Regions from separate parts of the Mus musculus genome. Here all the other regions are linked to region 6. Evidence: chromatin contacts called from public Hi-C, HiChIP or PLAC-seq and promoter capture Hi-C data. All regions are on one chromosome and are shown on one strand. The core of a region is the stretch at or near the end of the contact, and the rest is flanking DNA. Distances in the headings are between cores, read along the strand shown. Region 1 has its middle 17 kb from the start of Rprml. Region 2 holds the start of Gjc1 (gap junction protein, gamma 1). Region 3 overlaps Lrrc37a (titin-like). Region 4 overlaps Lrrc37a (titin-like). Region 5 holds the start of Rprml (reprimo-like). Region 6 holds the start of Fmnl1 (formin-like 1).

Region 1 (3,546 bases), core at 735-3,234, 500 kb after region 6:
GGGGCCCCCTAGTCTGAAGTCAAAGACACCCAAAATGCTCCAATCTAGAGGGGTCTCCACTCACTGGTGGGGTGGGACTTGGGGAGAAGACACACACAGTGCTCAATTGGTTCATGGAGGCACAGCTGGCTTGAGCTTTGAAAAGGAGTAAGCCATCCCTGGGGGTGTAGCTCAGTGGAAGAGCACCTGCCTAGGGTGGGTAGGTCCTGGGCCAGGTACAGCGACCCAGGAGAAAAATCAGAGCAAAGTAATCACTAAGACAGGATGGCGGGGTCAGGAATGATGGTGCAGGTTCCCTGGAGGTATGAATGCTGAAGGAAGGGTTCGGTAAAGATAAGGCTGGCTCATGCACTGTTTCGGAGATGTCCGTGGCCTGAGACCTACTCAGATAACTAACAAGTCTGTCCTTTAGTTGGCCTAGTCTGCATGTAAACGTCTTTTCAAACTCTCACCTGACTTTTATTATGAATCTGGCCACTCAAAGAACGATTTACGGCCTTTCATCCCTGCACTTAGCATTTTATTGTACAGATTTGAGTCTTACTGCACAGGATTTGGGTCTTGTGGAGGTTTCCATTCAAGCCTCTTTCACTGAGAGAGAGAGAGAGAGAGAGAAACCCAGTGCAGGCCGGCTGAGGCAGGGACAGGAAATGCCATCTCTCCACACTGGGACAGCCCAAGCTTCTAGCATGGCTGGATGTACGGGTGTTAGTGATGTCGTGCACACTCTCTCTCCTCACTCTGGCTCCAGCGCTGGCCTTGGCGAGCTTCACCGTCAGGCAGCCTCTTACCTGACTGCAATGAAACCACTCAGGCTGAGGTGTCAGGGACCTGAGAGGCATCCGTTAAGATTGGGGTGGAGGCCACGCCAATTGAGTCTGTTCCTAATCGTCTTCCCCAGCAACTTCTGTCCATGTCTTACTGCCCAGAACTAAGGGGCATGACAATTCCTACCTGCAAGCATCTCTGTTTCTGTTAGGTAAGTACCACAGGGGGAATTGATAGTTGTCAGAGAGCTGGCTGTGTCCACAGAAATACCAGAGGAAATCCTGTTTGGCTCTACCCAGTCATGTGGTCATCTTTAAATCAATATTTATGACCAGTCAATTGCTTGGCCAGATTCTTATCATTGGAGGAGGAGGCAGCGATTCTAGCTGGCCAGTGGGATGGGATTTCCATAAGAAAGAAAAGGGGATCAGGATTTGTGTGCCGGGCAGGTAAACAACATATGCTCACTAGAAGAATTTTTCAGCAGAGAAAGAAAACATACTAAAAAAAAAATAACTTCAGAAAAATAAATAGCTCCAGGGATCTCCCACCCCCCCTCCCTGGCACAATATACCATAAGGCAAGTCATGTTACAGGGACTAAATATAGGCACTGTGAGAAGACAGAGGGGGAAATTATTGAGACAGGAAGACTTCTGGTGGGAGGGGATTTGGAGCTGGGTTGTGAAGGAGCTTCTGTGTAGAGAGGGAGGGCAGAGAAGCAGAAACAATGTGCAGAGGCCAGGAATAGGGGTTACCTGAGGCTCAAGAGAGGGGTGGCGCCCCTGAACAGCTCCAGGCTGGGGCTGTGTCTCATCTCTGAAGGTATCAGAGCATTTCTTTTCCCATTGGGTATGTAACTGGCTTTGCAGAAGTCCCCATTAGCAGCACTCTTACAGCTGGGGACACTGAGCAGGGGACGGGGAAGATCTTAATGCTGAGAGCCAAAAGACTGGAGGAACCTGGCTGCAACGTGGAGGGCAGAGAACCCCTGGGAGCGAGTTCCTAATCCAATTAAGAAGCAATCATGTGGACGTTTTTCTAAGACTGGCCAGTTACCAGGCACCTCCCAGGAGACTCTCTCTGGAGGCTTGACAGTTCACTGCTAAACCTGGGCTCTGGAGCTGTGGGCTGCTGGTACGGCAGGCAGCTGGGCGAGGAGCCCAGGCTCAGACAGCTGGGGTGGGAATCTTTTAAGGATGAACAGGATGGGTAAGGAGCTTGTTGTTGTCATGGAAACCAACCCTGGGTAGCTGAGACATGGCCCAGTGGAGAGAATACCACCCACTACTAAGCTTCCCTGTGGGCGGCCAGCAGGCACCTCCAGAACCCACTGTTCTGGCCAGCTTAGACACTGTGTCCATCCCATCTCTGCCTGCCTCCTAGGGACACCGCAGTCTGGCTATGTGAGGAAGAACTTAGACCAGTTCCTGAGGGGTCTGGAGAGATGCTTTGAAACCAGAAAAAAAAAAATCTTTTTGGCATAGCCCCTACTTCCCTTACCTAGCTGTGTTGAGCAGAAATATGGCACAGGGCCAGTGTGTAGGAACTGTGGCTAGGACCAGGGTCCCAGGCCAAGGCTAGGATGGGATGTTCAAGGCAGTAGAATAAAGTGGCAGAAGCCGTGAATGCCAAATATGTAACCTTCTCTCTGCCTCCAGCTGTCACCCCTAGCGGGCTGGGTGGCCCCTGACACGTTGTCTTTCCCTGAGAAGTTTCCTTTCAACTACACTGATCCTGTTCTTAGACTTAGAACCGGATGCTTTCGGTCTCATCAAGCCTCAGGACTCAGCCCTGGAAAGTATCCGGCCCCTGCACAGGGTACCCTCAAAGCGTCAGGGTCCGGGCTCTTCTCGGGTCAGGTGCTGGGGCAGCCCCTTTCTGGAGTCTTCCCAAAGCTCGGGGGCGATCTGTGCTCACACAGGGAGGGTTCCTCAAGCTCACAGCTACCCCTCGTTGCCTGTGGAGACAGGCCTAATAGGCAGCCTGTTGCAATTCTGCTTCCGTTTTCAATAGGTGTTATTTTAATTGGGCCTTTCCCTGGGACAGACATGAAGGAAAAAGCAATTTGCAGCGCAGGCTTTTGGCTCTGGGACTGAGCCCACGCTCAGCAGTTCCACTCCCCGTGCCCCCTCTCCTCCTTTAGTTCCCTCTCCTGGCCTTGTTGCTCCCTTGCCCTCAGCATTTCCCCAAGTAGTGGCATCCTGCCCACCCTAGATAGAGCAGCAGAGAGCGTGGGCTATGGTCCGTGAGGAAGGAGACAATCCAAAAGCCCTGCCAGGGGGTCACCAATAGGAAAGAGATGTGTGGGGGTAGGTGGGTGGGTGCCAACTCCCGTGGACTCTCAGAGATACTGAAAAGGCAACAACTGCAAAAGAGGACCTCAAGTTCCCATAGTAAGAGAGTGAGGGGCTTGAGAGACAGCCCAGTGGTTTAGGGCACTTTCTGCTCAAAGAAGAAGGGTTCCCAGAAACTGCACGGAGTGGCCCATAACCATATATAACTCCAGCACCAGGAGATCTGACAGCTTTTTCAGGCTTCCAAAGACATCTGCATCTCTCTCTCTCTCTCTTTCTCCCTCCTCCTCCCCTTCCCCTCTCTCTCACCCCCTCACACAATCTTTTTTCAGTTTTTAAAAAGAAGTTATCTAGGGGCTAGAGAGAGATGATGGCTCAGTGGTTAAGAGCACTGACTGTGTACTGGCTAGTTTTGTGTGTCAACTTGACACAGGCTGGAGTTATCACAAAGAAAGGAGCTTCAGTTGAGGAAATGCCTCTAT
Region 2 (3,992 bases), core at 1,299-3,798, 350 kb before region 6:
CAGAACTCGAAAGGAGAGGGTGGAATCTAAGTCCACATAACTACCTACTCTGGATGGGCAATTAGGAATCCCAGGTCCAAGAATGAGTCCAAAGGAATTCCCTAAAAATAGAGTCTAACGCCACTTAACTCCAGACTTCCTCGGAAGGTATGTTACAAGTCATCCTGAGGTTACAATTAATTCAGTCACAACCAGTTAGATACCACAAAGACACAGATAAAACAGGCCACAGATGGGTGAGAGCTAAACACTGTTTAGAGGTTAGAGGATAAGAATACTATGTGAAATTTATTTCATTTCCATGAGGGGAAAACAAATTTATTCTAAAAGTTTGTGCATGTTTTCCCCCCAAGGATTTTAGATAATTTCCATATTGCTAAACTTTTTTTTTTGCACATTAAAAACACTGAGGGGGAGAGAAGATTGGTCCTCATCTTTTGTCTGCTCCACTTCCTAGCTGTCCCATACACTCACTTAATGGGGAGAAGGTTGCTGGGATACAGCTTAGTGACAGAGCACATACGTAGCCCTTGGTACAGTCTCCAGGACCACAAAAATGTTTGTTGAATGAACTACCTATAACCCATCATTCTGGAGAGTCAAGCAGTAGGGAGTTCAAAGCCACCCTAGGCTGCATACCAAGTTCCAGATCAACCCATGCCACACAATGATAGCCAGCTTCAAAGAATAACATTAAAAAGTAAAATGTAATCTTTAATGAGATCATCTCACTGTTGTAGGAAACACTTTGGTTAAACACATTCCATGGGTCTGTAAGCTAACCCTTTGCCAAGGTGTACTGAGAGCCAACTCCAGACTTTGTAAAACAAGAATTTACTGCTTGTATGTGAGCCAGTATTCAATACCTCCTCATCCATTCTTTAGCAAAGGAACAGAACTAATAGGATGAAACCAATGTTTTGGAACCATAACACATCAGAACACATTTGCAGAACTTATAATGCCAGTTTTCTCTCCAAAACGCCCTTTGCCTACTCTGCACCCGAAGATCTGGCATCACAAATCGTTTTACCCTTTACCCCGAAGACTGTTCTAATTCCTTTCATTCTGCCATTACACAGCCCTTAAGAAACTCAAAGTAGCTGCAAATAAATCCTGCTGGCCCCAAACAAAACCTGCAATTTTTAACAAAAACTCACAATTAATTTAGTTACAAGCTAAGCAATCAAATTCGTGGGGCCTTTTTTGTTTCTCTTTGTTTTGCATTTTTTGCTCTGAAAAATACCTGCAAACTGTTTACAAGGGGGAAGGATTAATCCCCAAATTACATTATTAATCCTCTTCCTACAGTTACTCATGTACTACAGACAAAATGATTTCTGCCTAACAGAACTAAAGTCTTTCGTTTACAAGGCTTTTTGTACAGCGCTTTCACATATATCCACTTGTAAGGGTGCACAACAAAAGCAATAACTTTTAGACTTAAGACACATACAAGATAACTTATCCAGAATTTGGTCTACCTTGAGTTCCTCGATTGCACCTAGTGTGGACGAGAACAAAATAAAGCCCGAGCACAATGAAATCTGTGGCGTTGCCAGTCCCCGAGGACCAAAAGGAAAATGTCTTCAAATGACAAAAACCAAACTCATCCCACTTCGCAAAAGAAAAGCAATCCCAAATAATCCGCAAAGCGGGGACCGGCGGGGGAGGACCCCAAATTCTAAACATGGGTCATGTAAATCTTTTCAACTCGAAACTCCAAACGCGGCAGCCAGCCCAATCACAGCATTAGCGCCTCCTCTCTATTTTCAATCTGGAGACTCAACGAAGAACAATTAAAAAAAAAAAAAAAAAGGCCACAGCAGAGCTCCAAAGTTTTCCGAAGTGAGAATAAAGTCATCTCAAGTAAAGAAAAGGCGTCCAGCAAGAGGCGACGGGCCGGGTCCTCCCGCCAGCCCCTCTCCCGCTCCGCAGCGCTCGAACCAAACCTCCAGTAAAAAAGGGGGGAAAAAGAAACCTCCGAGGGGGACAGAGGACCCGCCGGAGCCCGCAGCACGCCGCCGAAGAGCGGCCCAGGCCGTCAGACAAAGACGAGCCCGCCCAGCGCCAGCCCGGCCGGGTCCCCCAACCGCCCCGAGGAGTTGCGGGAGCACCGCCGCCCGCTCCCGGCCCGCCCGAGCCGTTTCCCTCCCAATTTGGGAACCGCGCGCCTGGGGACAAAGAGGGCGGGCGCGCCGGCGGCGGGACGCGGGTGGCGACGCCCCTCGGGGCTCGGCGGGCGCTCCTTCCCGCCCTGCCGCCCCCAGGAACCCGGCCCGCCGCCGCCGCCGCTTTCGAGGCGCCTCAGAGTTCGCCCGGCCGCGCCCGGCCCGGGGCCCCTCAAGCCGCCGCTCACCCGGCGGTGGGCGCCCCCGAAGCCGCCTCCTCCGCCGGGCCTCGGCCCGTCCCGCCGGCCGCCGCCTCATGGGCCCCGCGTCGCCATCACCTTCGCCGCCTCGCCGCCGCCGCCACCGCCGCCGCCTCCTTCGCCTCAGCCTTCAAGCCGAGGCTGAAGCCGCTCCGGCCGCGCCCGCCGCCTCCCTCTCTCCCGCTCCCGCCGCCGGGACCCGCGGGGAGGCGCCTGCGCACTGCGTGCCGCGGTGGGGGTGGGGGCGTCCCGTCTCGGCCTGGGAGCGGGGGCGCGGCTGCACGTGCGCCTCGAGTGGGAGGGGGCGCCCGGAGCGCGCGGCCCCGCGCCGGCGCCAACTTTCCGTGACCGGCCGCGCGCGTTCCCGGGCGGTCCCGTACGCGGCGGGGCGCGCGGTGGCGGGAGGACCCCTGCGCGGGGAGCCCCGGTGGGCGGCTGACTTCGAGCGCCGCGGGCTCATTTCCTGTGGCGTGATTCCCCGGAGGAGCCGGCCAGTGACAGCGTGATGGAGACACGCCTCACCTGAGTTTCCAGGGTCGGACCGCAGAGCTCCACCGTTATCTCGTGCGCTAGGTCAGGGCCTTGGTCCAGCGGATCTCGGGATGCTCATGGCCGTTCTAGGCTCTGCTCTGCAGTTGCTCGAAAAACCTCCGGGGCTTCTCGGCCAACCATCCCCGCCTGGTGGAATCATGGTTTTTACAGGCGTTCTGCATAGTTTTGAGGTCCTGGATTTCTCGGATTAGTAAGACCCTAATAGGCCATTTCCTCTTAACTCCTTGCATCCCAGCGGGATCCCAATTACAAGACTTGAAATGCACATGGACAGGAATTCCCCTGGCCGAAACTGCGGGTTAAGAAAAGGAAAACTAGCGGGAGAGACGGCTCAGCGGCTATGCAGTTTGTACTACTGTTGCAGAGAATCTTCTACACCCACGTTGTGTGGTTCACAACCACCTGTAACTCCAGCCTCTGGAGGATCCGACTCTCTCGGGGCACCTATATCGATGTGCACATACCTACACATAGACCCAGAGACACATAATTAAAAATAATAAAAAATAAATCTTTATTAAAAAAGAAACGAGAAATTCCCCTAAATACTTTAACGAGATTGAGACTGGGTGGTGAAAGGCAGTTTACCAAAGAGATGGGAGGGGAGGGCCATTCCTGTACTCTAGAATTACAAATGGATAGGCTTTTTAAAAGTTTTGCCCCTGGACAGGGATGAAATTAAACACTAACAAGTGAGGCGACTTGTGGATCAAATTTCTCCCGAAGCTAGGTCACAGGTTGGGATGAAAAGGGATGGTCCATTGCCTACCCACACCCTCCGAAATTTTGTTTGGTTGCTATGATGTGTGTGGTTTTTTTTTTTTTTTTTTTTAGGAAAGTGCCCAAATTTTTAAATCCTTTTTTTTTTTTTTTTTTTTTGGCTTCTCTCTAAAAATCAAAGAATGTGCTCACTTTGAGCCTCATGTTTCATTTTTGATATTTTGTTTGATTTTTTATGAAACGAAGTCCCATTATAGCACAGGCTGATCTCAGACTCGACCTGTGGCTGAGAGCTAGCTTTGAAGTCTTGATGCTCCTGCCTTTGTCTCAGGAGGCGGGGTCTAAGGCA
Region 3 (3,822 bases), core at 709-3,208, 300 kb after region 6:
AAATCAGAATAGAACATATCAATAATCATTTCAGCTCCCAGGCATCTGTGATCCTTCCATGTTCAACCGGACTGGAGGTGCTAGGGTAACCATTACCCCATTTTCTTTAAAAAATTTATTTTAAATTAAGTGTGTGTGTGTGTGTGTGTGTGTGTGTGTGTAGCAGGGGTAGGCGTACTTGTGAGGCGAGTGTCTGAGGAGTCCACAAGAGGGACTCAGAGCCTGTGGAACTTTGAGCTCCTCTTCTTTGCAAGAGCAAGATGTGCTCTTTAGCACTGAGCCATTGCTCCAGTCACCGCTCCTGCTCTCCAGACGAGGAGATGGAGGCACACAAGGGTTGTATGACTTGTCCTAGTTTGCTGAGGGCATACAGAAAACCAAAATTGGAACCTGAGGCTAGTTCTGATTCCAAAGCCTGTGTTTAGCAAGTGGAGAAAGGGGATTTACGAGAGCCACAATTAAGTCTTCCTTTTGAGACTTAGTTTAGAATAATTTAAAATTTCATTTATTATAATTATTGTGTTGGAGGTGGTGCCATGTCAGGCTGTGCATGTGAGTGCCAGGGAGGTGTGGATGTCAGCAAACAATTTTGGGGAGTCTGTTTTCTCCATACACTGGGTTCCAGGAGTCAGACAGATCTGGCCTGTGCAGCAAGAACTTTTACCTGCAGAACTGTCTCCACACCTAACACAGCCTTTTCCTTTTATTTATTTATTGACAGTCATGGGGATTGAACCTAGAACTTGGTGCATGGGTGGTATGTGTTCTCACTAAGCTACAGCTCACACAATATATTTTGATTATATTCTTTCTAGAAAACTTTTGCAAACACAATTTCCTGGGCTGGCCAGTTGGCAGAAATGGCAGTTAACAGGTAGGGGACTTACTGTCAACCTGATAACTGTAGTTGAGTCCCTGAGCCCAGTTGTCTTTCACACTTATACCATGGCACACGCAAAGTAATAAGTAAATATTGAAATACACATTTTAAGAGTGTATTAATAGTATAAAATAATGGGTTTGAAATAATATTTTTTAAAAGGAAACAAGTCTTATTAGTCTGGGCTAACCTTAACCTTGAACTCACTATATAGCTCAGGATGACCGTGCTACTCTGATCTTCCTGATTATACTTCCCATGTGATGGGATTACACACTATCGCGAGTGGCTTAGAAGTTAACTGCTTAAACCTCACATGCTCATTGGAGGATGCCACTGTAAGAGCTGTAAGAGTTATGGTTTCCTTTTATTTCTTTTCCTTAATCATTCCCTGAGATTAACATTTAATTAGTCCATTGTCACTGAGATAACATGTTGATATCAATGAAAACAGTTGAGTAAGGACATCAGAGTTCATCCAGCGTAAAACAATGAATTAGCGAACTGTGGAATGTTAACCAAAGGCTTGCCATACTCTGGAATCATTTATTCACGAAAACCAACTCAATTTCTGTAAGAACAAAAGGATTTGTGTTGTTTTAACTTCCCCTAAGTCATTCCTCATCTTAGCTCAGTGGCAACCTTAAAATCAATCAATCAATCAATTAATCAATCAATCCATCAAACAAACCAAAACATCCCATAGTCTCACTATAAGATGGAGCAGAATCGAGCTGTAGCTCCTTCAATGCCTCAATCCTAGGGAATTAGTGGCCCCTAGTGAGACCAGACTTGTCTATATCTGATCCTACTGAGCATTCTCTAGTTCTAGAAACTTCTCCCAGAAGGTGGCTTTAGAAAACAATTACAGTCAAGTGTCTTAACTGAGGCAGTGATATGAGTATGGCTGGGATAACGAAGACCCTACACAGCAGACTGACAGGAAAGCCAGGGAGCACCATGTCCACAGGGAACTTGAGATGCTCATATATGTGCTTGGGAAACGGAAGACCACAAGCCACAGGCCTGAGTATTTGGAAGGTCATGCTCATGTGTATGTGTGAGCTTAGATGGAAAACAACCAAAAATACCCAAGGAAGTTCACCCCAGCTGACCTTGCAGTTCTGTACAGTTAGAAGGGGGAAGCTAAACCTGCCTCTAAAAGCACCCACACTAGAAATCCCAAAGGCAGGCAGGGAAATGGCTTCCTTAGAGGAAGATGGTCAGAGAAATAAGCAGCGACCCAGACCCTGTTCCAACGTGCAAGAAGAATGTGAGGAAAGAAGAAATCCTTTCTTTTTCTCATCTACAAGGTCCTCCCCACGTGAAGCTTCTCGGTGCAGGATTCTGTGTTACACTAGTAGATTCTAAGAAATCAAAAATGGTGAGTCTGCTTCTGCACCATGGTTCTGAGAGTCACAGTATTTAACCCAGCCATGAGAAAGACAACCACGAAGAACAGGCAAAAGTGGCTTGATCCAGCAGGCTCTGGGTTCAAACTCTGGTTTCTGTAACTTTGGAGTGAAGTCACTTGAGTAGGACAGCCTCAAACCTCAGCTCTTTTTCAGTAGGAAAAAAAAACCAAAATCCCTACGATTCCCTCACCAAGTAGTCCAGGATTCAAAGGCATCTAGAAGGGGTATGACCAGAATGGGCAGCTCAACACAAGTGACTTTGTATGGATAATAAACCAGGAGCAGGAACCCTTGGGGATGCCAGAGAAGAGTGTGCCAGTGAGTTCTACAGATATGCATTTCTTAGAAGGAAATGCAGCTATCTGCCCCACAGGCCCTATGACAAGTAGAAGCCAACTTCATGATAAGATACAAAGCCCAGAAAGCCGAGATAACCTGTTCAGAAGACACCACTTCTAGGTGTCAGAATGTGCTACATGTGCGCCTCTCACTCGTTTAAGTATTTCAAATAACACCCAGAACATGACAAATACTCATAGATGTGAGTATCAAAGAGTTGTTACAGGTAGAGGGAGAACTACCAGGATGAGAAGACAAGGAGCCTTCTCACACCAGAGGGGAGAATCGGATGTGACAAAGAAAGGAAAGGTGTCATAAATGTTGGATGTGACCCTCTCAAGACTGCAGGATAACTACAAATTAATCATCTTACCCAATTCATCCCAAGGACAGACTCGAGTTGCTCTTCTTTAATGTTTGTGCCTTTCTTACTGTGAGAAGCAGCTGCCAGTATCCTCTCTGAACCAAAGTGAGGACCACCAGGTCCTGAAGACAGCGAGCCTTTTTAAAAAATATATTCTTTTTTTTAGATTTATTATTATTTTATGTGTATGAACAGTTACCTGCACATAAGTATGTGCACCACATGTGTGCCTGATACCTGTAGAAATCAGAAGAGTGTACTGGGCCCTGGAACTGGAGTTACTGATGGCTATGAGCCACCATGTGGGTATTAGGAATTGAACCCAGGTCCTCAGCAAGAGCAACATGTGCTTTAACCACTGAGCCATCTCTTCAGCCCTAGGAGCAAAATTTTGGGCATGAATAGTTTCCTATAGGAAACCAATGCCAGGGGCCAAAAGGAAGCACTGGGGGATTTCTGGGTCCATGAGTCAATTGATGGGCAACTTATCCCATGAATATTCTTAGCTATAGGCAGACACTTCAGTAGGGATAAAATTAGGATTTTCTTTCAGGGTTAAGCTCTTGACATAACCGTAGCCAAACTATCATGTGAATGTGCTTGGTCTGAATAATGTGTAGATCTTCTGCCAAGTGAAGACTTTCAAGACTTATTTAAAACAAAGCAAACCAAACCAACCAACCAACCAAAACAAAACAAAAATAAAGCCACCAGTCTGGACTTGCTTAGAGAAATGAAGGAGAGGCACTTTAAAGTCAGAGAGAAGCAAGGGGATACAGTTACCATTTAGATTATCAACCACTATTGGATGGTTGGGGTTTTTT
Region 4 (3,720 bases), core at 710-3,209, 280 kb after region 6:
TCTCGATGCTTCCCACGGCTATGCATTCCTTACGGCTTGTGCTTTAAGTTGCCTCACTGAGGTCACCACACAGAGAAATACCTGGCTGTCATGCTCAGGGTAAAGCTTGGGAAGTGCCTCCTGCACAGTCAGGTAACTGACGAGCCAGGTGAGGTCTCAGAAGGCTGGCCGCTCTTGTTTGGAACCATAAGCAGCCACGATGGTCAATGGTTCCCTGGGGACTGAGGCCACTGGGTGACCATGACTGACACCAGTCTTCATATTATTGGAATGTCAATATTTTTCTGTGGTTAGTATGCACATTCTCAATTCTAAAATAATTTTTATTTTATATGTGTGCGTGTGTGTGTGTGTGTGTGTGTGTGAGAGAGAGAGAGAGAGAGAGAGTCAGTCTAGGTTCATGCATGCCACAGCAACCATGGAAGTCAGAGGACAGTATTTGGGAGTTGGTTGAGGCTGGGTCTCTTCATTTGTTTTTCCGCTGTGTACTCCAGGCTCACTGTGATGTTCCCATCCCTACCTCTCAGGCTGCCGCAGGAGTGTTCTGATCACACATGCTTGCTGCCCCATGCAGCTTTGTGGATGTATGTGCTTTTACTCTTTATTTTTTCTATAATTTATTTTTTACTCACTTTACATCCCTATCACAGCCCCATTACCTACTCCCTTGCGCCTCAGAGAATGGGAGTCCCCTCCTGAGTACCACCTAACCTGAGACATCCAGTCCCGGCAGGACTAAGCACATCCTCTCCCACTGAGGCCCAACAAGGTAGTCCAGGTAGGGGAAGGGGATCCAATGGCAGGCCACAGAGTCAGAGACAGCCCCCAACCCTGCTCCAATTGTTAGAGGACCCCCAAGCTGCACATCTGCTACAAATGTGCAGGGGACCTAGGTCCAACCTCTGCGTACTCTTTGGTTGGTGGTCCAGTCTCTGTGAGCCCCAATGGGCCCAGGCTTTGTAGGTCTTTCTGAGGTGTCCTTGGCTCCTCCAGCTCACTCTATTTTGTCCCCCACTCTTCCACAAGACTCCCTGAGCTCCACCTGACATTTGGCTCTGGGTCTCTGAATCTGTTTCCATCACCTGCTCTAGGAAACCTCTCAGGAGACAGCTAGTCTAGGTTCCTGTCTGCAAGCATAGCAGAGTACCATTAATAGTGTCAGGAGTTGGCTTTTTCCCATGGGATGGGTCTCAAGTTGGATCAGTCATTGGTTGGCCATTTCTTCAATAAACAGAATTCTCAACAGAGAAATCTCAAATGGCTGAGAGCACTTAAAGAAACTTCAACATTTTCAGTCATCAGGAAAATGCAAATCAAAATGACTCTTGAGATTCCATCTTATACCTGTCAATATGGCTAAGATCAAAAACTCAATTGACAGCACATACTAGCAAGGGTGTGGAGCAGGGGGAACATTCCTCCATTGCTGGTGGGAATGTGCGTTGTATAGCCACTTTGGAAATCAACTTGGCAGCTTCTCACAAAATTGGGAATAGTTCTACCTCAAGACCCAGCTATACCACTCCTGAGCACATACCCAAAAGATGCTCCACCATACCAGAAGGACACTTTCTCAAATATGTTCATAACAGCTTTATTTGTAATAACCAGGAACTGGCAACAACCTAGATGTCCCTCAACTGAAGAATGGATACAGAAAATGTGGTATATCTACACAATGGAATACTATTCAGCTATTAAAAACAAAGACATAATGAGATGGATTGAATCTGAGAATATAATCCTGAGTGAGGAAACCCAGACCCAGAAAGTATGGTATGCACTCACTTATAAGTGGACATTAGCCATAAAATCCAGGATAACCATGCTACAATGTGAGGAGCGGGTGCGGCCACCGCCCCAAGATGGCGCCCGGGGATGGCTGCCAGGTCTTATGACCTGCGCCTGACTTCCTCATTACCTCAGACTTAGCCCCCTGCACTGCGCAGACTCCATGCCTCATCTGCTCGCCTGAGGTGTCATCATTTGCTGTGAACCAATGGACTGCCGTTATGTGACTGGGGTGATTGGGAGGAGTCAGTAGGGTATTTAAGGCACGCCCCGGGGTTGCTGGGGGGGGGGGGGTGGATTCCTGTTCCTGCATTTCAATGCGAAGTGTTCCTGAATAAACCTGCTTGAAGAAGGACAATGGTGTTGTGTCTTTCCTGCTGGTCGGGGTGGATGCGACACTACAACCCATAGACCCAAAGAAACTGAGTGATGAGGGGGCCCAAGGGAGGATGTTTGAATCTCACTCAGAAGGGTAAACAAAATAGTCATCAGAGGTGGATGGAGGGAGGGAACTGGGTGAGAGAGAGGGCAAGGAGGGGAATGGGGATCGTGATCAGGTGTTGGGGAAGGGGGTGTGGGAGAGGGTTGGGAGTGAGCATGGCAATCGATGGGGGGGGGGGACATCTCTGGCTGGAGACCTGGGATGGGGGAGACTCAGGGGAGTCTATGGGAGTGACCCTAGCTGAGGTTCCTACAGAGACTGAAGTGGTCACTTCCTGGAGCCAGTCAGGAATTCCAGTAGGAGAGGTACATCAACTCACCCACAAAACCTTCAACTCAAAATCTGTTCTGCCTACAAGATGCACAGGGATAAAGATGGAGCATGAAGCTGCTTTTTATTTTTCCACTTGAATTCTGGATCAAACTTAGGTCACGGGGCTTGAATGACATCTGCTCACCTGTGACAAGCCATCTGACTGGCCCACACCCTCAAGTGCTGTGCATCAATTTTCATGTACTGGAGTACAAAAGACTTTGATACTCACAAATCTACAAAAAATAATTTATTAATAAATGATAGCAGATCACCGTGGGGCTTCGACTACACTCTCTTCTGCGGATGATTTCACCGAGGATCTTCTCTTGAACTCCCTGGAAGAACAATGCCAAGGCTTTTAATCTTTGAAAAGAGGAACTGGCCCTTATCTCCTCATTGAGCTAGACATTTACCTTGGTACATCCTTATTGAAAATCTCCTCCTCTCCAGACGACTCCTTGTCCTGAAGGTCTTGAGCCATGTTTTTCTTTCGGGTGTCGTGCAGAGGCCTATACATGTCTCTAAGCCACAGTGGGCACCTTAGCCAGAAAAACCCATCCTAGAAAAGAGAAGGGGAGACATTGGTTACCCCAATCATCACTCCCCAGCCACAGCACCCAGTCTCAAGCTTACCTGAGTCTCAGATATCTTGTAGTAGTTTTTCTTATACCTTGGAAGAAAACACAGAAGACAGTTAGTGACTGAGTCATTTTGTGTGTGTGTCTCTCTCCTGGGAGACACCTCAGCTCTTTCCATAACAAAAATCACCCATGCCCTGGGACTTGAGAACAATTCCATGCATGCCTGGCTTCTAGGAACTTTTGTTCCACAAGGCCCCTGGGGAGATCTTTGTCTATGGGTTGTCCTGGAGCATAGCCACAGTGCCGGCATGACTAGAGCCCCACTTACCCCTGTGGACTAGCTTTTGTCTTTGAAGAAATCATCCTGGACAGAAGCATTTTGCTGTCCAGAGCCTTTCCCATTGGTGCCTTTAGACAAACTCTCACATACAGAGTTTCTGAGGTGAGGGAGGGGGCACTCCTGTTTGCCTAGCACCAAGTCCACAGCTCAGCTCATAAACTCCGAATTTCACCGTGCAGACTGCCTCTGAGGAGTGAGTCGTGACAACAGTTTAAAGGACATAGCTAGTTGGGCATGTTGGATCATATCTA
Region 5 (3,847 bases), core at 292-2,791, 480 kb after region 6:
GTCTACAGAGGCAATGGCCAGACTGTATGTGAAAAATCAAACCCTGATACTACCTGAAAGCTAAGCACAGTCCCTGTAGCAAGCAGGCTTGAACTTGGCAGGCAGCTGACAGCATCCCTAAGTTTGTCCCTAAATCCCAAAGGACACGGTAGGAAAAGCAATACGTCCCCACAAACTAAGACTACTCTATGCCTCCCTTCTGCTGAGCCCAAGGAATACTTTTCTGTACCCCACCCCCAGGCCTGCCTGCCTCTACGCAAAGCTTCCTGCCCCGCCCCTCTTCAGGCAGCTGGACATAGGCAATTGGCTGACTCTTGTCCCAGCAAGAGCGGGGAGGGGGGAGCCGGGTAAGAGCCCAGGCTTGTGTTTAGTTTGGTGATCTTCGCTAGCTTCCAGGGGTCCTAGCTCGCTCTCTCTACCTTCACACTACAGGTCAAAGGCAAACATCTCTCAACCTTCCTTTCACACCAAGTTACCCAGCAGGATCTACCCAGAGTGATGGAAGGGTAAGGGGGGCAGGAAGGAAAGATTGAGAGCTTATGGAGCAGGGCATTTGCCCCCACGTGTACTGAGTATGCTCACTGGAGCCGGGTTTCCCTGAAGTCCCCATACTCACTCTCTACTTCTACCTTTTGCAGCAGACAGCTGGACTACAGCTGGACAGAGTCAAGGACATGGGCTGCGAGTGCAGATTAAACCTCTCCGCCCCACCCCCACCCCCGCCCTGCCTTAAGCTGAGCAGAATAATGAGCAAAGGAATATAGGAGCATTTCTCTAAAGAAATTCTGGTGCCAAAAGCAAAGCACAGACTGTCTGAGCCAGATCCTTGCAGTACAAAACAGCATGTACGCTACAGTAGGCAAGACGCTGCATTCCCGGACACAAATAGAGACAACCAGGAGGAGGTTGTACCTAGGTAAGGACACTGGCCCACCCCAGACAGCAGGATTTTGCAGTTTTAGAGGGTTTTTCCCAACTTTTGCTGATCCGTGCTAAGTGATCTACAATGATTATTTCTATAAAATAAATAAAATAGAAACTCCGCCAAATGACTTAATTTTAATAAATATGTTAAAAAGAGGTGGCATATGGGGCCATGGTAAGAGGCAAAGAGCTCTTAGCTGTGACAGCCTTCAGCCAGGGAAAAGCTGAGAGGGGCCAGCAGAGACAATGTGGCACAGTCAGGCCACCCAGAGCCACACCCGTTGGAGTGGGCAATGCCGTGGGCCAAAGCTACCCCCCACACACACACACACAGAATGTAACAGAATGAAAAAGGCTCCAGACCGCCCCCATCCACAGTTCTGGGAACCCGCACCTTTGGGGCAGCTTTCGGCCCAAAACAGACAGCCTAGAGTGAGTCAAAGATTACTTGGCCCGAGGGCAGGAGCTGCCTGAACACTCTGACCCTGTCCAGCGGGCTTTGCGCAGACAGCACGCTGGGAGGGGTTCGTGTCCCCGCAGCTTGGGCGACGCGAGTGGGTTGGGGAAGGGCGGGGCGGGGCGGAGCTCGGCGGTTGCCAGGGGCGGGGCAGCACGGCAGTCTCGGAGCTCCGTGGGCGACTGCCACGCACTGTTGGCTCTCTCAAGCTCGCGCGCCGCCTGTTGCTCTCTGCTCCTGGCCGCCGGTTTCCCGCTGGGGAGGTAGGCGGACCAAGAACCGCAGCGCGCGTGGGCGACTTCCCGCCTTCCTCTCCTCCTGGCGCAAGGGTAATCCAGGGACCCCCCGGGCGTCCCCGACAGAGCGGACGCCGCCAGCTCCCGGGCGCGTCCTAGCCTGCGTTCTCAGACCCCCCCCAGGCACCACGCCGGCATGAACGTGAGCTTCCTGAACCACAGCGGCCTGGAAGAGGTGGGTGGTGACGCCCGAGCCACCCTGGGAAACCGCAGCCACGGGCTGGGCACGTGGCTAGACTGCTGCCCCGGCGGCGCACCACTGACCGCCAGCGACGGGGTCCCCGCAGGACTGGCGCCGGACGAACGCAGCCTGTGGGTGTCGCGCGTGGCGCAGATCGCCGTGCTTTGCGTGCTGTCGCTCACCGTGGTCTTCGGCGTTTTCTTCCTGGGCTGTAACCTGCTCATCAAGTCCGAGAGCATGATCAACTTTCTGATGCAGGAGCGCAGGCCCTCCAAGGACGTGGGCGCCGCCATCCTGGGACTATACTGAGCGCCGGCCGCCCTTGCCAGAGTTGAAGCACCGCGAGGAAGAGACTACGGAGCCTCTTTCTCAAGGCTTTGGCCGCTGCCTGCGATCAACGAAGTACCTCGCACCACCCGGGTCTGGACACCATAGGACTCAGCGGCGGCGGTGCGCGAAGGGACTGTCATGCCAGACTCCGTCCTGTGTGCGCTCCAGCAGGGGCCGGGGACGCAGGGTTCTTCACAGGTTTTTTACAAAGAGAAGTTCGGGGCAGAGTGGGAGACAGGGATGGGGAGACGCAATGCGGGGCTGAGGTTAACTATGGCGGGGATGTCGGCCGTGTTGGTGGGGGCCAGCTCCAAGGAGGGCTCAGGGAAGAGGTGCATCGCTGAGATTTTGCATCTGATCTCGCATTGCGTCTGAGAAGAAATTTTGTAATAAAACCATAGCCGTCGGGCTTCCTTATACATTCTAACTGTGCCGTGTGTGTGTGTGTGTGTGTGTGTGTGTGTGTGTGTGTGTCTGTGTGTGTGTCTGTGTGTGTGTGTGTGTATAGGGAGGAGACCGTGACCTACTTCTTGCCCAGTTTGGTCCATTAAAGGAGCTATGGGGCAGATAGCTCTGAAGCTCCCTGGTTCTCAGACCAAGAGGAGAAAGAAAGGAACTGTTTTATCTTTTTGGGTTTTTTTTTTAAACGTTGTTTTTGTTGTCTTTTTTTGTGTTTTTGTTTCCTTTTTCCTACAAAGAACTGTTTTCTTCTACACTACTACTGTAGAGGAGGCAGGTCCTTTGGGGCAGCCAGACACTTAATGAGATTAATTGCTGGAAATTTTAGTCATCTTCATGAAATGGAAATGGAAAAAGAAAGCGAACAGAATTTTGGGGAGGGAATAAAATAAACATATCAGATAAATTCATTTGGGTAGATGGGGCTGGGTCTAGTAAAATTCCAAGCTGAGCCCAGAAGCCCCATTTAATGGCTTGTTTTACCCCACCCTTACGGATGGTAGATGGATGGAACAGTTCTGTCCTGGAAGGAGACTTGGGGTGTTTAAGATGAGGAAAATGGCCTCCAGGTGAAGTTGTCTTCTGAGTACTAGACCCTCCCATTTAAAAAAATGCACCCTCTAGTCCCTTATAACCTGAAACTGAGTTCTGGAGGGGACTTGGTGCTTACTGGCCAGAAGGAAGGGAAGGGGGCCATCTACAGCAAGCCTTTGCTCTGGGGTACAACTGAGTCCAGGCCACCACAGGGAGGAAAGCCCTCTTCCCTTAGGCTTTTCGACCTATGTGCACCCTCTTAGCCAGTCTTGGGCATAAAGTACTTGGAAAGGGCTCTGGGGAACCGAGCTCAGGTGCCTCCCTCTCCTCGCCAACTGGGTAGACCTGAAGGAGGATGAGAAAGAAGATGGCTGAAGCCTTCCCTGGCTTTAGAATGGATAACGGAAGGAACCTTCTGTCTTTGGCACCAGTTAGGCAGGGAAAGGAGGCAGCAGTGTGGGGGAGGGGGTATATCATAAGTGGTGATTGCATCCGAAGGATTTAGACTCCTCCCAGCTCCCACACAGCTCTGTGAAGTCATCGATATTAAGATATGTCCTTCCCACCACCCTGCCATTCAGTCATATACCCAGGGATTCATCCATGTGATAGACAGGCCAGCGAAGCCAGGTCCTGCAGAACCCTTGTTAAATAGCTATGAGACAA
Region 6 (3,634 bases), core at 660-3,159:
GAGGCATGGGCACTGACCCCACAAGTACTTCAATGCAGATACCCTCCCTCCCAGCTTCTGAATCCGTTCCTTGCTAGGCTGTGTCCAAGGTTAGGGACACCTTAAGAGTCCCAGAAGCCCCATCAGTAAGCAGACAGCTGGGCACACAGCTGGGGCTCGAAGGAAACATTTGTTGATGAATTGAAAGAGACAGCTATGGAAGAATCAGGAAGTACAGTCTTTAATAAATAAACAAAAATCTCTCAACTACTAATCTCAGGCAAGGCCCAAGGTCAAGGCTAAGGAAGATGGAGGTAGGCATAGGGCAGGTACCCTTCCTATAGGCTCCAGGAGACCCTGTTTCCACCCACCCTGGAAGTCCTTGCTCAGGACATGAAATGAGACTATCTCTCCCATGGTGACAGGGGCGATGGTGAACTTGGCAGGAGGAAGGCTTTAATCAGGTCAAGCTGGGGAGCGTGCAGGTTTGTGTCTGGTTTTCCTCATAATTAGATAATTAATTTCCCAGTTCCTGCTGAATCCTTTGTCAGTGGCTTTGAGTATGAACTAGAGAGGTGGGAATGACCTAGAGTAGCCATTTAGAGCCCCTGGGCTGGCACAGAGAAAGTTCAAGGCTCCCTCAGTGTAGGGCACCTCACCCCATGGACTGGCAGAACAGGGAGGGGCTGACTCAAGAGCCCCACAGATTAAGTGGGAGAATTAGAGGTGTTAATTCAGGATGGAGTTCGAGCCCCGGTTATGAAGGCCTACCCCTTCTCCACTCTCCTACCCTAAATAAGAAGAGTCCGAGGCTATAGATTTTTGGATATGAACAGAGAGGCTCGTTTCTGCCCTAATTATCTGTGTGGCCTTGGACAAGACCCCTTGCTACAGCTACGGAAAGGCCCCTTGTTACCGTTACAGAAACAAGGACATCCATACCTACCTTTGCTGGTCACTATCACAGAAATCTTTCTGTAACTATCAGATAGCCAAGATTGTCATTCTTCAGCCAGCCTAGGTCCCTCATGGTGACAGTGTCAAGATTTTCCACCCATCTGAGGTGCCTGTTCCTCCCCCAGCCTAGCAGCTGCCTTTAACCCTTCTTAGTGCCCTACTTCTCCTTGGCACCACCACAGTGATCTCCAGGTTCGCCAACCTCATTTTTCCACGAGTGCCCCCAGTCTAAAACTGCTGAAGATGCTGGCACAGTCACATCTGGTCAGGTCTCAATTGACCTATGTCATTGTCCTCCAACCTGTTTGCAGATAATTCCCTCTGGTCCTCAGATCATCTCTGGGCCCAACGGAGGAGAGACACAGAGGTGGGGGGCCTGGAAGGGGGTTCCCATCTTCTTAGTTGGGGACCCCAAAGGGGGACCCCCAGCAGCAATTACGCCCACCAACCGCACCTCAGCGCCACCTTAGGTTTCTAAGGCGCGCGCGGATTGGTTGGACAATCTTCCGCCCGGGGGTCTGCCTCCTCCAGGCTCGGGCCTAGGGACCCCCCTACTGCCGGGCTTAGGGTGGAGAGCTGCGGTTCTAGGACCCGGAGGCGCCGGGCGAGCGCGCCGCTGTGTTCTCGGCCTCGCCTGGGTCGGCTCCGGCTCGGGCAGGTGCATCGGCGGCCGCCCCCTCCGCCGCAGGTGCACTGCTCGGCAGCCCCCAGCCGGCGCGCCATGGCTGCGGAGGACCCCCGGCCGTCGCCCGCGCCCGCCCCCTCCCTGCAGCCCGCCCCCCTGGGGCCGGGTGCGCGGCGGAGAACTGCGGTTTGCGCGCACCGGGAGCGGCAGCAGAAGTTCGAAAATCGCCGAGGGGGGAGCCCGCGCCGCAGCTTCCTGCCCCCGGCCCAGCCCTCTGGCCCCGGCCGCCTGCAACCCTACTTCCTCCCCGAGCCTCGGTCGCCGCCCGCTCCCTCGGACGGGGCCGCCGCGATGGGACGCCGCGCCCCGGCCCCTGCACGCCGCTGAGCCGAGAGCCACCTAGCCAAGCCTCGCCACACAGCGCTGCCCTTCGCTTCCAGGCTCCCGGAGCCTAGTCCGCGACCCCCAGGGAAAACTGGATCTCCGAGGCTGGAGGCGCCTGGCCGGCTGGGTGGGGACCACCATGGGCAACGCGGCTGGCAGCGCCGAACAGCCCGCGGGCCCCACCGCGTCGCCCCCGAAGCAGCCAGCCGTCCCCAAGCAACCAATGCCGGCGGCCGGGGAGCTGGAGGAGAGGTTCACGCGGGTCTTGGTGAGTGTGACCTGATGCGCACCAGGAGCCAGGGATGACAGGGGCTCCGCATGCGTCCCCGCCTCTTGGGACTCAGGTGCGGCTTGGAGATCCCTGGTCCACCTGCTGTCCCTCCAGAGGGGTAGGAGTAACACTGTCATCTTTCAGAGTGACTTGGCACCCCCCCCCCCAAGAAACTTTCTTTAGCCCCCTCCAGGAAGCTTTCTTAAGAGACCCCCCCATCGACCCCCTTCCTATGCTCCTAGTTCTAAAGGTGTCAAAAATGTCTCATAAGGTTGAGTTCCAAACGCGCCCCAGGTGGGAGGGGGCTGGCGCCCACTTTTCCACTGCACGCAGGCCCAGCGGCTGGGTGCAAGTCTGGAGCGCTTTGCCCTTCTGCGTCTCAGGGTCAAAGAGGAAAGGGGTTATAATTTAACCTTCTGGAAGCTGTAGACCTAGTGGAGCCTTCAGTCCTGGGTTGTTCTGGTGTCTGGCGTAGGAGTTGGACTCTTAGACCCTCCACTTGTATTTATCACCCCCACCATGTCCCGGAATGGGTGTTTGCAGTCATTCCCTCATCATGGACCACCCCCAACCACTGAAAGGAGTAAGCTTAGGAAGGGTGGGGCCAGGATAGGCTGGTCATTCTGGCTTGGAGTGGAACAGAAATCTGGAAGGCTCCCCTCCCTCTTGGCTGTCACTTGCTTGGGAAACTGGGGCAGGCAAGGGTGGGTTAGGATGGAGTAGCAGCTGAAGTCTGGGCCTCTGGGAGGGAGCCATCAACTCATCAACTCTGAGCATGGAGTTAAGTGGTTCAAAGTGTTTCTGATAGGGTGGGCTGTGCAGGCATTGGGAGGCAGAAGTAGGGGAGGGGAAAGGCCAGTCTTTTTCACTTCCTCCTCTTCACCCCAGCACTCTTTCCTGCTGTCTTCTGTAGGTGGCTGCCCAGTGGCATCCCTGTTAGGCATCCCTGGCTGGACACCGGGTGACAGTGGGGAAGGCTGGGCTGTTTCCTAGAGGCATTTTCCAGTCTCAGTAGGCTGATGTTGCAGGTCTGAGGATGGGAGTCCAGAGGAGGCTCACTCTGGATGCAAAGAAGTGCTGACCCTCTGTCCTCCACACCTCCTGGATAGCATTTCCTCTCTCTGGCAAGCGAGCGAGTCAGTAGGCCTGACTTGCTAGATCCTTTGCATGGTCTCAAAGGGGCAACAGTTCCTGAGAATCCTGGCTTCGGAAGGAGAGGAGGAGCTTGGGGGGACCTCTGAGATGGGGCGGGGTCTCTCCTTGTGAAGGCACAAGTGCTCAACTTGGGGACAAATAGGGACTCTGAGGGACATTTCACACTAGGCTAGCTTTGGACTTCCCTGTCTCTCCACCTGCCCCTAACTCCCTCTTCCTCAGATCCAGGCCTTGGCCAAGCTCAGCAGAGCTGAGCAAGTGGG

The links. Promoter capture Hi-C pulls out the DNA fragments that hold promoters and counts their contacts. Hi-C and Micro-C count contacts between places; a contact is called where the count stands out from the background. HiChIP or PLAC-seq counts read pairs in DNA pulled down with a chosen protein or histone mark.
Region 1: a Hi-C map of cortical neurons shows a contact between it and region 6, with 2.5 times the contacts expected there. The contact joins the enhancer-like site here to the promoter of Fmnl1 in region 6. A contact is called at or near these places in 14 of 39 promoter capture datasets (the 3T3-L1 cell line, 3T3-L1-derived adipocytes, the C10 cell line and 9 more), 6 of 484 Hi-C or Micro-C datasets (the HL-1 cell line, the N1E-115 cell line, cerebellum and 2 more) and 2 of 115 datasets of contacts at active chromatin or transcription factors (large pre-B cells and stem cell-derived neural progenitor cells).
Region 2: a contact with region 6 is called in an H3K27ac HiChIP or PLAC-seq map of large pre-B cells, with 2.6 times the contacts expected there. The contact joins the promoter of Gjc1 here to the promoter of Fmnl1 in region 6. A contact is called at or near these places in 2 of 115 datasets of contacts at active chromatin or transcription factors (embryonic stem cells and large pre-B cells) and 1 of 9 other capture datasets (adipose tissue).
Region 3: an H3K27ac HiChIP or PLAC-seq map of bone marrow-derived dendritic cells shows a contact between it and region 6, with 3 times the contacts expected there. The contact joins the enhancer-like site here to the promoter of Fmnl1 in region 6. A contact is called at or near these places in 16 of 39 promoter capture datasets (the 3T3-L1 cell line, 3T3-L1-derived adipocytes, the C10 cell line and 8 more), 1 of 15 datasets of contacts at CTCF or cohesin (embryonic stem cells), 26 of 484 Hi-C or Micro-C datasets (B cells, ECoMG myeloid progenitors, the G1E-ER4 cell line and 7 more), 5 of 115 datasets of contacts at active chromatin or transcription factors (the SCID.adh cell line, acute myeloid leukemia, bone marrow-derived dendritic cells and 2 more) and 2 of 9 other capture datasets (embryonic stem cells and liver).
Region 4: a promoter capture Hi-C map of embryonic stem cells shows a contact between it and region 6, with 3 times the contacts expected there. The contact joins the enhancer-like site here to the promoter of Fmnl1 in region 6. A contact is called at or near these places in 15 of 39 promoter capture datasets (the 3T3-L1 cell line, 3T3-L1-derived adipocytes, the C10 cell line and 7 more), 1 of 15 datasets of contacts at CTCF or cohesin (embryonic stem cells), 28 of 484 Hi-C or Micro-C datasets (B cells, the G1E-ER4 cell line, the HL-1 cell line and 8 more), 6 of 115 datasets of contacts at active chromatin or transcription factors (the SCID.adh cell line, bone marrow-derived dendritic cells, bone marrow-derived macrophages and 2 more) and 1 of 9 other capture datasets (embryonic stem cells).
Region 5: a contact with region 6 is called in a promoter capture Hi-C map of embryonic stem cells, with 3 times the contacts expected there. The contact joins the promoter of Rprml here to the promoter of Fmnl1 in region 6. A contact is called at or near these places in 9 of 39 promoter capture datasets (the 3T3-L1 cell line, 3T3-L1-derived adipocytes, cranial neural crest and 4 more).

The regions. Positions count from the first base shown.
Region 1 is chr11:103,664,442-103,667,987 of GRCm38.p6, forward strand. No RefSeq gene overlaps it. Among named protein-coding and RNA genes, the nearest start is that of Rprml, 17 kb to the left of the region's middle. Within about 2 kb of position 1,985, at least 53 of the 459 cell types and tissues checked have an H3K27ac peak or open chromatin away from gene starts, as enhancers often do. A contact at or near this core is called in the N1E-115 cell line, cortical neurons and hippocampal neurons, where this site is marked.
Region 2 is chr11:102,816,611-102,820,602 of GRCm38.p6, forward strand. It overlaps Gjc1 (gap junction protein, gamma 1), which reads right to left and starts at 2,549. Exons shown (of 3, transcript NM_001159382.1): 1 at 2,360-2,549.
Region 3 is chr11:103,468,728-103,472,549 of GRCm38.p6, forward strand. The region is part of intron 5 of Lrrc37a (titin-like); the gene reads right to left. Among named protein-coding and RNA genes, the nearest start is that of Lrrc37a, 34 kb to the right of the region's middle. Within about 2 kb of position 1,959, at least 6 of the 459 cell types and tissues checked have an H3K27ac peak or open chromatin away from gene starts, as enhancers often do. A contact at or near this core is called in bone marrow-derived dendritic cells, where this site is marked.
Region 4 is chr11:103,447,927-103,451,646 of GRCm38.p6, forward strand. Lrrc37a (titin-like) reads right to left here. Exons shown (of 14, transcript XM_011249376.2): 12 at 3,182-3,218; 13 at 2,962-3,107; 14 at 2,781-2,883. The coding sequence ends at 2,817. Among named protein-coding and RNA genes, the nearest start is that of Gm39397, 28 kb to the left of the region's middle. Within about 2 kb of position 1,960, at least 9 of the 459 cell types and tissues checked have an H3K27ac peak or open chromatin away from gene starts, as enhancers often do. A contact at or near this core is called in embryonic stem cells and trophoblast stem cells, where this site is marked.
Region 5 is chr11:103,647,968-103,651,814 of GRCm38.p6, forward strand. Rprml (reprimo-like) reads left to right here and starts at 1,542. Exons shown (of 1, transcript NM_001033212.2): 1 at 1,542-2,613. The coding sequence starts at 1,814. The coding sequence ends at 2,167. It overlaps 1700072I22Rik (RIKEN cDNA 1700072I22 gene), which reads left to right. Exons shown (of 2, transcript NR_131143.1): 2 at 639-1,046.
Region 6 is chr11:103,169,229-103,172,862 of GRCm38.p6, forward strand. It overlaps Fmnl1 (formin-like 1), which reads left to right and starts at 1,910. Exons shown (of 26, transcript NM_001077698.1): 1 at 1,910-2,213. The coding sequence starts at 2,085. It overlaps Gm51919 (a long non-coding RNA gene), which reads right to left and starts at 1,348. Exons shown (of 3, transcript XR_003949776.1): 1 at 926-1,348.